Linked DNA regions of Mus musculus: all the other regions are linked to region 3. Evidence: chromatin contacts called from public Hi-C and HiChIP or PLAC-seq data. All regions are on one chromosome and are shown on one strand. Each heading gives the region's core, a stretch centred on a gene start, on an enhancer-like site or on the middle of the called end of the contact. The rest is flanking DNA. Distances are from core to core; before and after follow the strand shown.

Region 1 (4,816 bases), core at 478-2,977, 65 kb after region 3:
GTCTCAGCTAAGAGCACTTTTTGCATCTTCAGAGCATTGGGCTCCTAACATCCACATTAGGCAATTCACATCGATCTGAAACTCCAGCTTTAGAAGGATCTGCTGCTTCTGGCTTCTTTTGGGCATGTGAACTCAGTGAACATGCCCACGTGCAGACACATATAGCAATACATAGTTTTAAAGCAATAAAAAATAAATCTCTAAATTATAAAAAAAAAAAAGTAAAAAGCATAGCTTGAGAGGTCAAAGAATGGTAAGGTTTACTGTAGCCAGAGGGGAGAGCAGAGCCACAGGTATGGACAGAGGCAGAGGTAGGTATCTGGAAGAGTCCAGAGTGAATATGGTCAGGCGGAGCTGGGCCAAGTGAAGAGAGACAGGGAGGTAGAGCAAGAGATGATCCCCTGACCAAGAGGAGATGCCTGGGCCAAAAGACTGGCTAAAAGAGCAAAGGGAACAGGTAACCAAAATGGCTCCGTTACATAGTGACCAGAGAAGGGGGGGCTCAGTACAGTCCCTGGGCTGGAGAAGTTTAGGGGGAAGTGGGAGATGCCAACCAGAAGTCCCTACTTGTACCTAGTAGGGACTGAGGGATGCTGGAAGAACCTGGGGACAGCATCAGCTTTGGTGTGTCAATAGGCAACTCAGTCTGCTGGAATAGAAGTGCCTAATACTGGCTGTGAGATCTAAAGATGAACAACTATGGGCTCTGGTCACCAGAAGGCCTGCAGTTGGGAATTGAGATAACCTAGGCACAAGAGTGCTAATACTGGTGACCCCGGTGCTGTGCGCTCCAGCAGGCAAGGCCCATAGGAGCACTGTAATATTAGAAGTCACAATCACCTGCCACCAGTGCTACCACTCTGCTTTTGCAACTATTGCATTGTTCTTGGAAATTGAGAATTCTGAAAGTTAAGAAGTTCTAGGCCTATTTGTTACTAAAAGTCAGTGTAATAAGCTTCCAAACTAAGTATCTAGGGCTATAAGTCTTTAGCTTCTAAGGGATAGAACAATAGGCTTGGAACTATAAATCTCTGGTTCTTTCATCCTGACACATAGACTTTGAACACTCAAGGGCCTAGGTAGGGCCTTCTCTCCCATCCACAGTCTTGACCTAGAGAGAGCAAAAGGATCCCCAGATAGCTGATTGTGTACACCAGCAGTCATGTGTATCATACTGGTTGAGGCAAAGATACATAAAAATCTGTGGTACCAATTCCAGGGTGTCTTCTCCAGCTCCTTCTTAATTTGTTGTTGTCATTTGCCACCACAGCTGCTGTTTGTGTTGTTTGGGGATAGTGGTGTCACTTCATAGCCCAGATTGGTCTGGAACTCATTATGTAGGCCAGGCTAGCCTGAAATTTATGGGAATTCTCTTGGCTTGGCTTCCTGAGTGCTATAATTATAGGCATGAGACACCACACCCAGGTCCTTGGTAATGTTTTGTATGTCCCCTTTTCACATTGAAAAGGAAATATACTGGATCAGAGGTGAGGAGGACACAACACCTGCCCCAACAAGAGAAGTAACTGGGATTAGTGGGACCCAGGAACTTTGCCCGATCAGTGGGCAACCAGTCTGAGCTATGTCCTGAGCAGACCTTGGGTGCTAACTCCACAGCCAGTCCCACAACATTCGGTAAAAGTTCCACTCCCAGGTGCTTTAACACGCCCAGGTCCACAGGGATCCCAGGAGCTTGGTCACACCAGGATCTTAGGAGCCCAGAGGCAACTTGACTCCCAGGAGCTCTGACACACCCAGGATCACAGGAAGGTCAGGCTCCAGTCAGATATAGCAGGGCAGGTAGCACTAGAGATAATAGAAGGGCAGGAGGCAAGCACAAGAACACAAGCAACAGGAACCAAGGTTACTTGGCATCATCAGAACCCAATTCTCACAATATAGCAAGTCCTGGATATACCAGGAAAACAAGATTCAGATTTAAAATCACTTCTGATGATGGTGATACAGGACTTTAAGAAGGACATAAATAACTCCCTTAAAGAAATACAGAAGAACACAGATAAACAGCTAGAAGCCCTTAAAGAGGAAACACAAAAATCCTTTAAAGAATTAGAGGAAAACATAATTAAACAGGTGAAGAAAATGAACAAAACCATCCAAGATCTAAAAATGGAAATAGAAACAATAAAGAAATCACAAAGGGAGACAACCCTGGAGATAGAAAACCTAGGAAAGAGATCAGGAGTCACAGATGCAAGCGTCACCAAAAGAACACAAGAGATAGAAGAGAGAATCCCAGGTGCAAAAGACACCATAGAAAACATTGACACAACAGTCAAAGAAAATGCAGAAAGCAAAAAGCTCCTAACCCAAACATCTAGCAAATCCAGGATAAAATGAGATGAAATCTAAGCATAATAGGTATAGAAGAGAGTGATGATTCACAACTCAAAGGGCCAGTAAATATCTTCAACAAAATTATAGAAGAAAACTTCCCTAACCTAAAGAGAGAGAGAGAGAGAACCATGAACATACAAGAAGCCTACAGAACTCCAAATAGATTGGACCAGAAAAGAAATTCCTCTGGTCATATAATAATCAAAACACCAAATGAACTAAACAAAGTAAGAATATTAAAAGCAGTAAGGGGAAAAAAAGCAGTAAGGGAAAAGGTCAAGTAACATATAAAGGCAGACCTATCAGAATTACACCAGACTTCTCACCAGAGACTTTGAAAGCCAGAAGAGCCTGGACAGATGTCATACAGACCCTAAGAGAACACAAATGCCAGCCCAGGCTATTAAACCCAGCAAAACTCTCAATTACCATAGACAGAGAAAACAAGATATTTCATGACAAAACCAAATTTACACAGTATCTTTCCATAAATCCAGCCCAGATAGAAAACACCAATAAAAGGAGGGAAACTATACCCTAGAAAAAGCAAGAAAGTAATCTTTCAACAAACCCAAAATAAGATAGCCACACAAACATAATTCTACCTCTAAAAACAAAAATAACAGGAAGTAACAATCACTTTTCCTTAATATCTCTTAAATCAATGGACTTGATTTCCCAATAAAAAGACATAGACTAACAGAGTGGATATGTAAACAGGACCCAGCATTTTGCCACATACAGGAAACGTACCTCAGTGACAAAGACAGACTACCTCAGAGTAAAAGGTTAGAAAACAATTTTCCAAGCAAATGATCCCAAGAAACAAGCTGAAGTAGCCACTCTAATATCGAATAAAATCAACTCTCAACCAAAAGTTATCAAAAAAAATAAATAAATAAGGAAGGACATTTTATACTGGTCAAAGAAAAAAACTACCAAGATTCTGAACATCTAGGCTCCAAATGCAAGGGAATCCACATTCATAAAAGAAACTTTGCTAAAGCTCAAAGCACACATTGTACCCCACACAATAATAGTGGGAGACTTCAACACTCCACTCTCAGAAATGGACAGATGATGGAAACAGAAACTAAACAGAGACACAGTGAAACTAACAGAAGTTGTGAACCAAATGGATCTAACAGGTATTTATAGAACATTTCACTCAAAACCAAAAGAATATAACCTTCTCAGCACCTCAAGGTACCTTCTCCAAATTTGACCATATAATTGGTCACAAAACAGGTCTCAACAGATACAAGAAGATTAAAATAATCCCATGCACCCTATCAGTCCCTATTGGGACACAATAAAAGCAGTGGTAAGAGGAAAACTCATAGCTCTAAGTGCCTCCAAAGAGAAACTGGAGAGAGCTTACCCTAGCAGCTTGACAGCACACCTGAAAGCTCTAGAATAAAAAGAGGCAAATGCACCCAAGAGGAGTAGACGGCAGGAAATAATCAAACTCAGAGCTGAAATCAACCAAGTAGAAACAAAAAGAACTGTACAAAGAATCTACAAAACCAGGAGCTAGTTCTTTGAGAAAATCAACAAGACAGATAAACCCTTAGCCAGACTAACCAGAGGGCACAGAGACAGTATCCAAATTAATAAAATCAGAAATGAAAAGGGAGACAGAGCTTCAAAATATATCTTAAAATAACTATTCTGTTTGTTGAATATCAACAGTTGAAAATATTAAAATCATGTTCTACAAATATCATGGAGATATTATTGATAATTTTTCTCACTGTACTTGAAATTAGCATTTTCTTAATGTTTAACTTCAAAGAGTTTTTGCTATTTTGAAATTTTTAAAATATACTTACTGATAAAGTAATTTCTCTCCTAGAAACACTGATAACCTTTTTTAAGTAAATTGATTGTTAGACAATGTACATAGATATATAATACATTTTAAATACTCTCTCACTATGTCAGGTGGTATCATATAAGAGCTTTTGAATATATTTCTTAATGATTCAGTTTTAATATGTTATGTCTTTTACTATGCTTAACTCCCAAAGAATATTTTGTATGTTTTGAAACAATTTAGTATTCAACATTAGTTTTGGATCTTCAGTTATGGATAGTATTAAATATTCATTAATGACATTTTAGGGTATGAAAGGATATAAATATAAAAGAACAAAATTTTTACATATTATCTGATTCTCAAAATACTCAATATTATTAATATGTTTGATGTATAAAATGCATTTAAATAATAAAAAAATTAAGAAAAAATAAAACACTGTAACTCAAAAAAAAGAAATGTAAATGAGTTTGATGAATATTTTCTGAAGAGCCCCAGTGTCATGTGATCATCTGCTGTTACCATCTGTTTGCACAAAGAGATTTTGCAGTTTTGCAGGAAGTGCATCTAATTGGTATATTTTCACTTCCTTAAACAACACCCATTATCACTTGCAAGCTGATTATTCCTAGTCTTTGT
Region 2 (4,557 bases), core at 822-3,321, 88 kb after region 3:
GTGAAAAAAAATGCTTCTGGATCCATTTGTAGATGTTTCAGTTCATGACTGGTTGGTCCTACTGTTTTGAGGGCCTGTGGCAAGGCAGCCACATATGGCTAGAATGCACACCAAATCAGAAGTATGCATGTCATCACATGAAAGGGAGCAAAGGGGGAGAAAGGGAAGGGGACTCCACTCTAACAGTTCCTTTCCAGGGCATTCTAAAGGTGACCTGAAGGCTTTCGACCCTTTCGTTTGCACAAGATCTCATTAGTACCTTCTGAAAGCATGGGCCTCTGGGAGTGCTATTAAGATATAAACTTTAGCAACCACACTGAGCCAGTAGTCAAACCTTCTGTATCTGTTTCTCATGTGAAACGGTAGCCTAAGGAGCTAGTATACATAAAGTGACTTGATTCATACCAGTTGTGTAAAAAGCAAGCTCCAAAAAAGATTACGATAATAAAACTACCTCAATCCCAGCCTATGGGATAGCTTTGCTGACCTTGGGATAGCTTTGCTGAACTTGTTAAAATTTGGTGAAGATTTGTTACTCATCATTGTGTTCCTGTGAACTAAAAGTAATTTCTTAAAAGAAAGAGTTCTCTGAGCTTTCTTTCTGAGTAACTAAAGACAACTAGAGAAGATTAGGGTGATGTCCTTCAGCTAGTCTTGCAAGGGGATGCTTAGGCAGGTGGAATGCAATTATGAAGACCACAGGATGAATGCCACAAACCCCAGAGAAGAGAGAAGCACCCAGAGGTGCCCACTGAACCTTCAGAAATACATCACAACATCCTTATGAACTTCTCAGCTCTACATTTTAAAGGAGAGTTTCTGAATCTTTATAAAATTATTTATTTTACAATTGAGCTCTTCCTCCCATCCCCAAGACAGGGTTTCTTTGTGTAGCCCTGGCTGTCCTGGAACTCACTCACTCTGTATACCAAGCTAGCCAAGAATTCAGAGATACACTTGATTTTACCTCCCAAGTGCTGAGATTAAAGGCATGCATCACCACTGCCTCTTCCCCACCCCTGGCTGTGAACTCTTGATTAATACCCAAGAATGCTTTTGGTGAACACTCCCCTAAGGTACTGAGTTGAAAAAAATCACGTCTAATGCATTCTCTGGGTGATTTGGAACACCGATGGGTGTTTGTCAAATGCACTCTGACCAACATCTTCTGAATATACAAAATCAAATTGATCTATTGGCTTAGTTTCAAAATCTCCATTAAGTGTGCTATTTATTTATTTATTTACTTATTTTTACATATCCAGCAACATTAAGTGTTTTTGCTCCTATACTTCAGCCACCAGGAGAGTCCAGATTCTGAACGTTATTACCAATACTTGCTTACTAGTTCTGCCACTTTTTTTTAACGCATGACCTCTGGGAGAGTAACGCCTATTTCCTCGACCTCCTGGCTTTTTTTTTTTTTTGGCTTTTTGAGACAGGGTTTCTCTGTGTAGCCCTGACTGTCCTGGAACACACTTTGTAGACCAGGCTGGCCTCAAACTCAGAAATCTGCCTGCCTCTGCTGGGATTAAAGGAGTGCACCACCACGCCCAGCTTGACCTCCTGGCTTTTAATCTGATGATAATAATGGTGCTGGCTCGGTTTTGTCAACTTGACACAAGCCAGAGGCACCTGGCAGGCAAGAGGAAACCTCTCAGTTGAAGACTGGCTCTCATCAACTTGGCCTGTGGCCTAGTTGTGGGAGACCTTTTGTTTGCTTGTTCTAAAGAACATTTGAAAAAAACCTATTTTATATGCATGGGTGTTTTGTCTGCATGTATATCTAACCATATGAATGTGCAGTGCCTATGGAAGCCAGAGGAAATATTGGATATCCTGGAACTAGAGTTACAAATGGTTGTGGGCTGCCATTTGGATGTTGCTAATAAATCCTGGGTCTTCTGGAAGAACGACCTATCTTGTTAGCCTCTGAGCCAACTCTCTATCACCGAGAGATTGTTTTGATAGATGATTTGATGTGGGAAGGCCCAGCCCACTGTGGGTGGCACCATCCCTAGACAAGTGGGCCCGAGCTATAAAAGAAAGCTAGATGTTGCCGACCAGGGTGAGGCCTGGAGGTGGCTCTTGCCCGTAGGCACTCAGGAAGTTCCACATCTCCCAGCTGCTCCATCCATTTCTGTGCACAGGAGGGGGTGGACAGTTCTGAACCAGGATTAATGCAGCTCTCAGATCTCATCTGACGAGTTTCTTTGTGCAGTGAACAACTAGTCTTACAACTAGTCAAAGAGCAGAGGATTAGTGAGTGTGGAGTGTCCAGCCACAAATCGGTATCGTGACCCCTCCCCAAGGCTCAGGGACCGTCTGGAGAAGGATGTAAGAGCCACAGTTTAAGAGAGGCTCAGAGCAAAACTGTCTCCCACCTTCACCAAGTCACAGCTAAAGTTGCCCGATTATGACCTGCACAATTAAATACCAGCACAAAGTGTGAAGGAGTTTATAAGCCGCCATCCAGAAGGAAGAAACTATGGACAGTTTATGGCTTCTGGGGACTGGGAAGTCAAAGTTTTGGGGTTTGTTTGTTTGTTTTTTAAGACGATAGCACCTGGTAAGTCAACCACACTGCAGTGGATAGCCCAATACCAAGAAGTATATATGGGCAGAACACATTGAAGCAGATGAGTTATGAAGTAATTGTTAGCATTCTGTCTAAGCTCCACCCCACAGTTACCTGGCAACAGTCAGGTATGCTCTGCCCCACAGTTACCTGGCAACAGCCAGATAGGCCTGAGCCACTATAAAAGGAACTGCTTGCTCCCCTTGCTCTCTCTTGCTTTCTCTTCCTCCCTCTCTCTCTCTCCACATGCTCATGGCAGGCCTCTTCCCCTCTACACACACTCTCTCTCTCTCTGCCTTTCTCTGTCTCTACTACCCTCTTAACTTCCCTCTCGTGCCTTTAACAAACTCTATTCTATACTATACCATCATGTGACTGGTCCCTCAGGGGGAAGGGATGCCTCAGCATGGGCCCACCGAGGCACCTCCTTCCCCCATACCTGACTACACCTCCATAGAATATATCCCCCCTTTATCTTTTTATAAACACACCAATAACAACAACAATAATAACAACAACAATAATAATAATACATGAAGCTGGAGTTAAGATAGGGAGGTAAGGTGGGTCTGAGAAAAGTTAAGAAGAAGAATTGAGGTAAATATGATCAAAATATATAAAATTCTCAAAGAATTAGTAAACCTATGTTTCAAAAGAAAAGAAAAGCTATCTGAGTGAACCTGAGAGCGAGCCAGCATGATAGGTTCTGCTTCAGTTCCTGCCTAAGCTCCAGCTGTGACTTCCCTCAGTGACCGCCTGGGACCTACAAGTGTGAGCCAAATAAGCCCTTTTCTCCCCGAGCTGCTTTTGGCCATAGAGTTTTACCACAGCCATAGAAAAACAAACTAAGACAATTATGTTCCCCATTTATGCTGCTGTTGTGAAATTCAGATTGAGGGCTGGAGAACACTGGCTGCAACTAATTTCCAACTCCAGGGGGAGTTGAAATTGTCTTCTAGCCACTGGAGCCCCAAGGTATGCCTGGTATACATACACACATGCAGGCAAAAACTCATACATATAAAATAAAAACAAATCTTTAAAAAAAATTAAAAAAATTTAAGAGCATTAGTATATTGAGAAGTATATATGGCCAGGTAGTGATGGTGCACACCTTTAATCCCAGCACTTGGGAGACAGGGGCAGGCGGATTTCAAGGAATTCGAGGCCAGCCTCATCTACAGAACAAGTTCCAGGACAGCCAGGACTACACTGAGAAACTGTCTTGAAAAACAAACAAAAAAAGTACTATATGTGTGTCTTAGGGTTTCTATTCCTGGACAAACATCATGACCAAGAAGCAAGTTGGGGAGGAAAGGGTTTATTCAGCTTACATTTCCACATTGCTATTCATCACCAAAGGAAGTCAGGACTGGAACTCAAACAGGTCAAGAAGCAGGAGCTGATGCAGAGGCCATAAAGGGATGTTCTTTACTGGCTTGCTTCCCCTGGCTTACTCAGTCTGCTCTCTTATAGAAACAAGACTACCAGCCCAGAGATGGTCCCACCCACAAGGGGCCTTTCCCCCTTGATCACTAATTGAGAAAATGCCTTACAGCTGGATCTTGTGGAGGCATTTCCCCAACTGAAGCTCCTTTCTCTGTGATAACTCCCGCTGTGTCAGGTTGACACAAAACTAGCCAGTACAATGTGATACATAGTAACCACTCAATGAAGAGCGGTGCAAACAACAGTGGAGTAGACTTGTAATCTCAGCCATGTGGGAGGCTGAGACCCAAGCCTTAAACAGTGCAATGATGCCTGGGCTACAGAACAGATTCAAGGCTGCTGTGGACAATCTAGTAAGACCCTGTCTCAAAACAAAAAGTGAGAAAAACAGGCTTCGGAGTGGGGATATAGTTCAGTAGTGAAGCAATTGCCTAACATGTACCAGGTTCTAGATTCAATCCTCAATACCAAGAAAAGAAAAAAAGATTAGCTACTATTGATATTTCTATTATTGTTTTGTAGAACTTTCT
Region 3 (4,187 bases), core at 505-3,004:
CTTCCCAGAGCACAAATTAAGCTTTCCAACATGCTCACAGATAAGCCCTGAACAATCACATCTATTTCTCCCCAGGTGGTTTAGTATATTAAGAGTACATCTTGAACTAATTTAATATGGTCATCAATCTAACTCAAAGTCTTAGCTAGCTTCCCAAGAAGTACATTTTGTAGTAACATATACTATATTAAATTCATCTAGCCTTTCTCCTTTCAACCTCAGTGTCAGTTTCATATAGAGAACACAACTAAGACAATGAATCACAGGCCAATTTCCCTTTCCAGGCAGCTTGTAAACTAGTATTTTCCACGAATAGAATCCACTTCCAATTTGACTACAAACTTCATGTCTGTACCTCCTGATCACGATTACTGGACATTCTACAGAAGTGCAGCGGCTGCCAAATGTAAACACTACTACAAGAAAAGTCTTAAGGTTTTCAGGAAATTGTGTTCTCTGAATTGTGACAGTCAACTATCTACCTCTTCTCATACACAAGAAAATTTAGATGCATTAAAATCATCTAAACTGTCCATTGGAAAAAAAAATGCATGCTTTGACATCTGTTTCCAAACAGCACTAAGCAGGTCAAGCAAGCCCTTACCATTAAAGGTTAGCGGTTCATTTAATTTGCATACCATCGGTTCTGAAAAAACGATCGCCTAAATTCGAGTCTTTTTCTGATATAACCAACTCTGAGAAGTCCAAAAAGAATATATAAGCACCTGAACGAAACTGTCTTGAGACCACAAATGAACTTCTCAGTTCAGCCTTCCTTGCTCCTGGCCACCTCCCCAATGGCCAGTGGCCCCTTTCCACATGCTGACGCACTGCCCAGCCCTGCACCGTTGGCGATCCGAGCAAAGTACCAGCTCGGTCTCAGAAACTTTGACTCAGTTATCAGGACACGGAGGACAACATGCGCGTGGGTGTGGATGAGTGTCTGTCGGGGCCCACGCGGTCAACTTTGAAGCGGGGCATTCCTGGCAGGTAGAGATCTGCCCAAAAAACAGCCTATCCCAGACAGCAAAACCACAAGCATCGCCAGCAGGAACGGAGCAAAGTGCGCGGGGCGGAGGAAAGGGAAGAGCGAGGGAAGGACACGGGATCCAACCGACGCTTTCAAGTGGGTAAGAAAATAAACCTGTCCACACGCCCCCCCGGACTCGGGGTTGCTGGGACTGCGAGCCCAGCAGCAGCCACATCCCGGCCACCGCCGGCGGGGGCGGCGGCAATGTCAGGAGGGCACACTTGGAGGCGGCGGCCGCCCAAGCCACCACCCGGCCCCAGGTGAGGGGCGCCAACCCCGCCTCCCGCCCGGCCGCCCCACCGCGACGAGCCAGCCACACGGAGAACCCGGGTGTCCCGGAGGCGGCCGACGGTGCTGAGCCCGCCGGATGCCTTCCGCCCCGCTCCAGCATCCCGGTCCCGGGCCGGGCCTCGCACCCCGACCCTCTCTGAACCAGCCGGGTCCACCTCAAAACCCCCCGGAGCGCGGCTCCCAGCCGTCAGGCCGCCCTCGAGCCCCCCTCGAAGGCCGCTTTCACCTCACCTCACGTCTCCGCGGCCGTGCCGGAACAACAACTCTGTCAGACGCCCGAGTCCCACCCGCCGCCCAGAGCTCTGCGGCCGGGCCCGTCCCGTTCACTCCGCCGCGGCCGAAGCCCAGGGAGGGCGGAGGGAACGGGGCGGAGGGAGCGGGCTGGGGAGGGGAGAGGACCGCACGGCAGGAAGAGGCGAGGGAGGGGGCGGACTGAGGAGGAGGCGGTCGGCGGGAGCGCGCGCGCCCGGCCCCTCGGCGCGGCGTGCGCGCTCCCGAGGGCGGAGGTGCCTTCTCTGCCTAAGTCGGCGGCGCGCGCGCGCGTCCACAGGCTCGCTTGACTCGGCTTGGCCCCCCCAACCCTGAAAGCGCGGAGTACAAACCTGAGCAGAGGGCAGAGGGCGAGCTAGGAGAGCGGAGGCACGCGAGGACCTCCTCCAGCACGCGTGCTGGTGCCTGGCAATCATCCCCAGCACTGACTGAGTTCTAAGTCCCTTTTGGGGAGATTCTTTCTTAACAAACCTGTTTTACATATTTCCATTCCGTGAGGCCAGTAAGTCACCTCGGAGGACTAACTTTTCCACCGGGACTCTTTGTCCTTTGAAGGTGCTTGGAGGCATCCCCCTTCATTGATTCTTCCAGACTCAGACTACATAGGAAAGCGCTAACCCAACGGTAAAGGCATCCCGGGTCTCACCTTTTAGCCTTTCAGAGAGTAGATTTTGGAGGACAGATAAACTAAAGTATTTACTTTCTGCCACAAATATTGTACTAATTTTTGAACTGTGAATTTTTTCCTTTCTAGATCAAGCAGCCAGAAAAGACCTGTACATTCCTTGAATCTCATAAGAACTTTTTTTCTCAGGTTTATGGCACAAATATGTGTACCCTTAATCTGTGAAATATTTTAGAGATTCTAGAGGGACCTGTTCACCCATTTCTGTGCCTTTCATGATGAATCCTACCTGGCTTATAGAAAGTATCCGTTCAGTAAATATTACTGTTTGAATTGAATGTGTCCAGAGATTGGACCTCTAGAGTAGCTTCTTGAGTTGAAAGTTCTCTTTTCTTATAACACTTCAATTGGTCTGTCATTATTGTCCACCCAGATCCAAAAGCTACCCTGTAACATTTGTCAAAGGACCTTCAAACCCAAGTTTCTTTTCTCCTTTTTCTTAATGTTAATGCCTACAGATGCTGTGTCATAGCAAAAGTGTTCCAACTCATTCGGGTTTCCCCTCCGTGTTAGGTCCTTCCCAGAAGGTATTTTTGTTAAGCTCTGTACCCTGAGTAGACCTCCTAACCAGAACCTGACTCAATGCTTTAAGTTTGATACCTAATAAAGTTAGGATCTAATTAACACAAATCATCTGTTGACTTCCACGTTTGCAGAGTCTCATTGTAAATATACGAGAAGTAGATACTGAGCCAGGCTCTATGAGAAAATCAGCACACGAAAAGGCCATACATAGCATTTGCCTTCAGGTATCTTCTAAACAAAGCGAAGTTATTTGACAAAGGGGACAATGAAGGCTAGGACTTAGCTCACTTTCTCCTGTTTACCAGGAGGCCAGGCCTAAGAAGGGTGTGACTTCACGTGAAAGCCGGACTTCTCACTTCAGTTAACCTAATCTAGATCACCCCTCACAGGCACGCCTGGACGCTTGTCTCCCAGATAATCCTATATCCTGTCAAACTGACAATATTAAACACTGAACACAGCCAGGCACATCTTGTGTGTGGAGGAGAATGAAAAGGAGTTTTTCCTCACACTAGCTGCTGAGATGGGTGGGTTTAGTTAACGAAGCCACCACCTCTACAGTGAAGGAAGCTGACCCGAAGGCGAAGCTGACACATTATGAAAGAGTTCAAAATAAGCCAGAAGTCATCCTCTAGATTTAGTCATTTCCCTGAGTCAAGATGTTTTCTTAGTTACTTAGGATTTTTAAAATGAATTTAGATTTTTATTATTTGCAGTCAAGTCTGAATTTTTCAATACATATTATGGAAGGAAGAATCATATGACTCTCCCACAGATATTGTTTTAATGACATGAATAGATTCTGTACTTGATAAAATTTTAGAAGGTCCTCATAGGGATTTGTCTACTACCCAGAACCCTTCCCAGACTGGGTTATTTATGTAATGTCTGAGAACTCATCACTGCACTTAAAAAATTAGTTTAAATTCTGTGCTTTATTTAAATCAGCTTGCCCTAATAAAAGCACCTAATGACTCTAATGGGTAACCATGTTTATATGCATTTAACATGTGAGGGGTTTTTTATATTTTTGTTTTGTCTTTTGTGTGTGTGTGTGTGTGCGTGTGTGTGTGTGTGTGTGTGTGTGTGTGTTATACTTAAGTATACATTAACCAAACCAAAAGAGGATGCTGAGTATCTTCTGCCATTCTCTATGCTATTCTCTTAAGACAGAGTCTCTCACTGAACCACAGCTCACCGGTTTGGCTAGGCTGTCAGCCAGCAGGCTCTAGCAGACTTCCTGTGTCCATTTCTAACCAGCACTGGGGTTGTAGGCATGCATGGCCACACCTGGTTATTTTTACATGGGTGTTGGGGATCTGAACTTAGGTCTCCATGTTTGCATAGCAAATGTTCTTACCCACACAACCACTCCCTGGCCACTAT

What was found. Hi-C and Micro-C count contacts between places; a contact is called where the count stands out from the background. HiChIP or PLAC-seq counts read pairs in DNA pulled down with a chosen protein or histone mark.
Region 1: a contact with region 3 is called in an H3K4me3 HiChIP or PLAC-seq map of intestinal villus epithelium, with 3 times the contacts expected there. The contact joins the enhancer-like site here to the promoter of Rabgap1l in region 3. A contact is called at or near these places in 5 of 39 promoter capture datasets (3T3-L1-derived adipocytes, embryonic stem cells, frontonasal cranial neural crest and 1 more), 2 of 15 datasets of contacts at CTCF or cohesin (CD8 T cells and the G1E-ER4 cell line), 16 of 484 Hi-C or Micro-C datasets (B cells, the C3H10T1/2 cell line, the G1E-ER4 cell line and 12 more), 11 of 115 datasets of contacts at active chromatin or transcription factors (CD8 T cells, Th2 cells, effector CD8 T cells and 6 more) and 3 of 9 other capture datasets (adipose tissue, liver and pancreatic islet).
Region 2: a contact with region 3 is called in a Hi-C map of the N1E-115 cell line, with 2.7 times the contacts expected there. The contact joins the enhancer-like site here to the promoter of Rabgap1l in region 3. A contact is called at or near these places in 4 of 39 promoter capture datasets (3T3-L1-derived adipocytes, the HPC-7 cell line, epiblast stem cells and 1 more), 1 of 15 datasets of contacts at CTCF or cohesin (CD8 T cells), 5 of 484 Hi-C or Micro-C datasets (the N1E-115 cell line, cerebellum, embryonic stem cells and 2 more), 4 of 115 datasets of contacts at active chromatin or transcription factors (CD8 T cells, Th2 cells, embryonic stem cells and 1 more) and 3 of 9 other capture datasets (adipose tissue, liver and pancreatic islet).

Annotation. Positions count from the first base shown.
Region 1 is chr1:160,856,609-160,861,424 of GRCm38.p6, forward strand. No RefSeq gene overlaps it. Among named protein-coding and RNA genes, the nearest start is that of Gm24988, 17 kb to the right of the region's middle. Within about 2 kb of position 1,728, at least 10 of the 459 cell types and tissues checked have an H3K27ac peak or open chromatin away from gene starts, as enhancers often do. A contact at or near this core is called in intestinal villus epithelium, where this site is marked.
Region 2 is chr1:160,878,805-160,883,361 of GRCm38.p6, forward strand. No RefSeq gene overlaps it. Among named protein-coding and RNA genes, the nearest start is that of Gm24988, 4.8 kb to the left of the region's middle. Within about 2 kb of position 2,072, at least 11 of the 459 cell types and tissues checked have an H3K27ac peak or open chromatin away from gene starts, as enhancers often do. A contact at or near this core is called in the N1E-115 cell line and adipose tissue, where this site is marked.
Region 3 is chr1:160,791,184-160,795,370 of GRCm38.p6, forward strand. Rabgap1l (RAB GTPase activating protein 1-like) reads right to left here and starts at 1,755. Exons shown (of 21, transcript NM_013862.5): 1 at 1,553-1,755. It overlaps Gm37083 (a long non-coding RNA gene), which reads left to right and starts at 712. Exons shown (of 3, transcript XR_003948752.1): 1 at 712-1,130.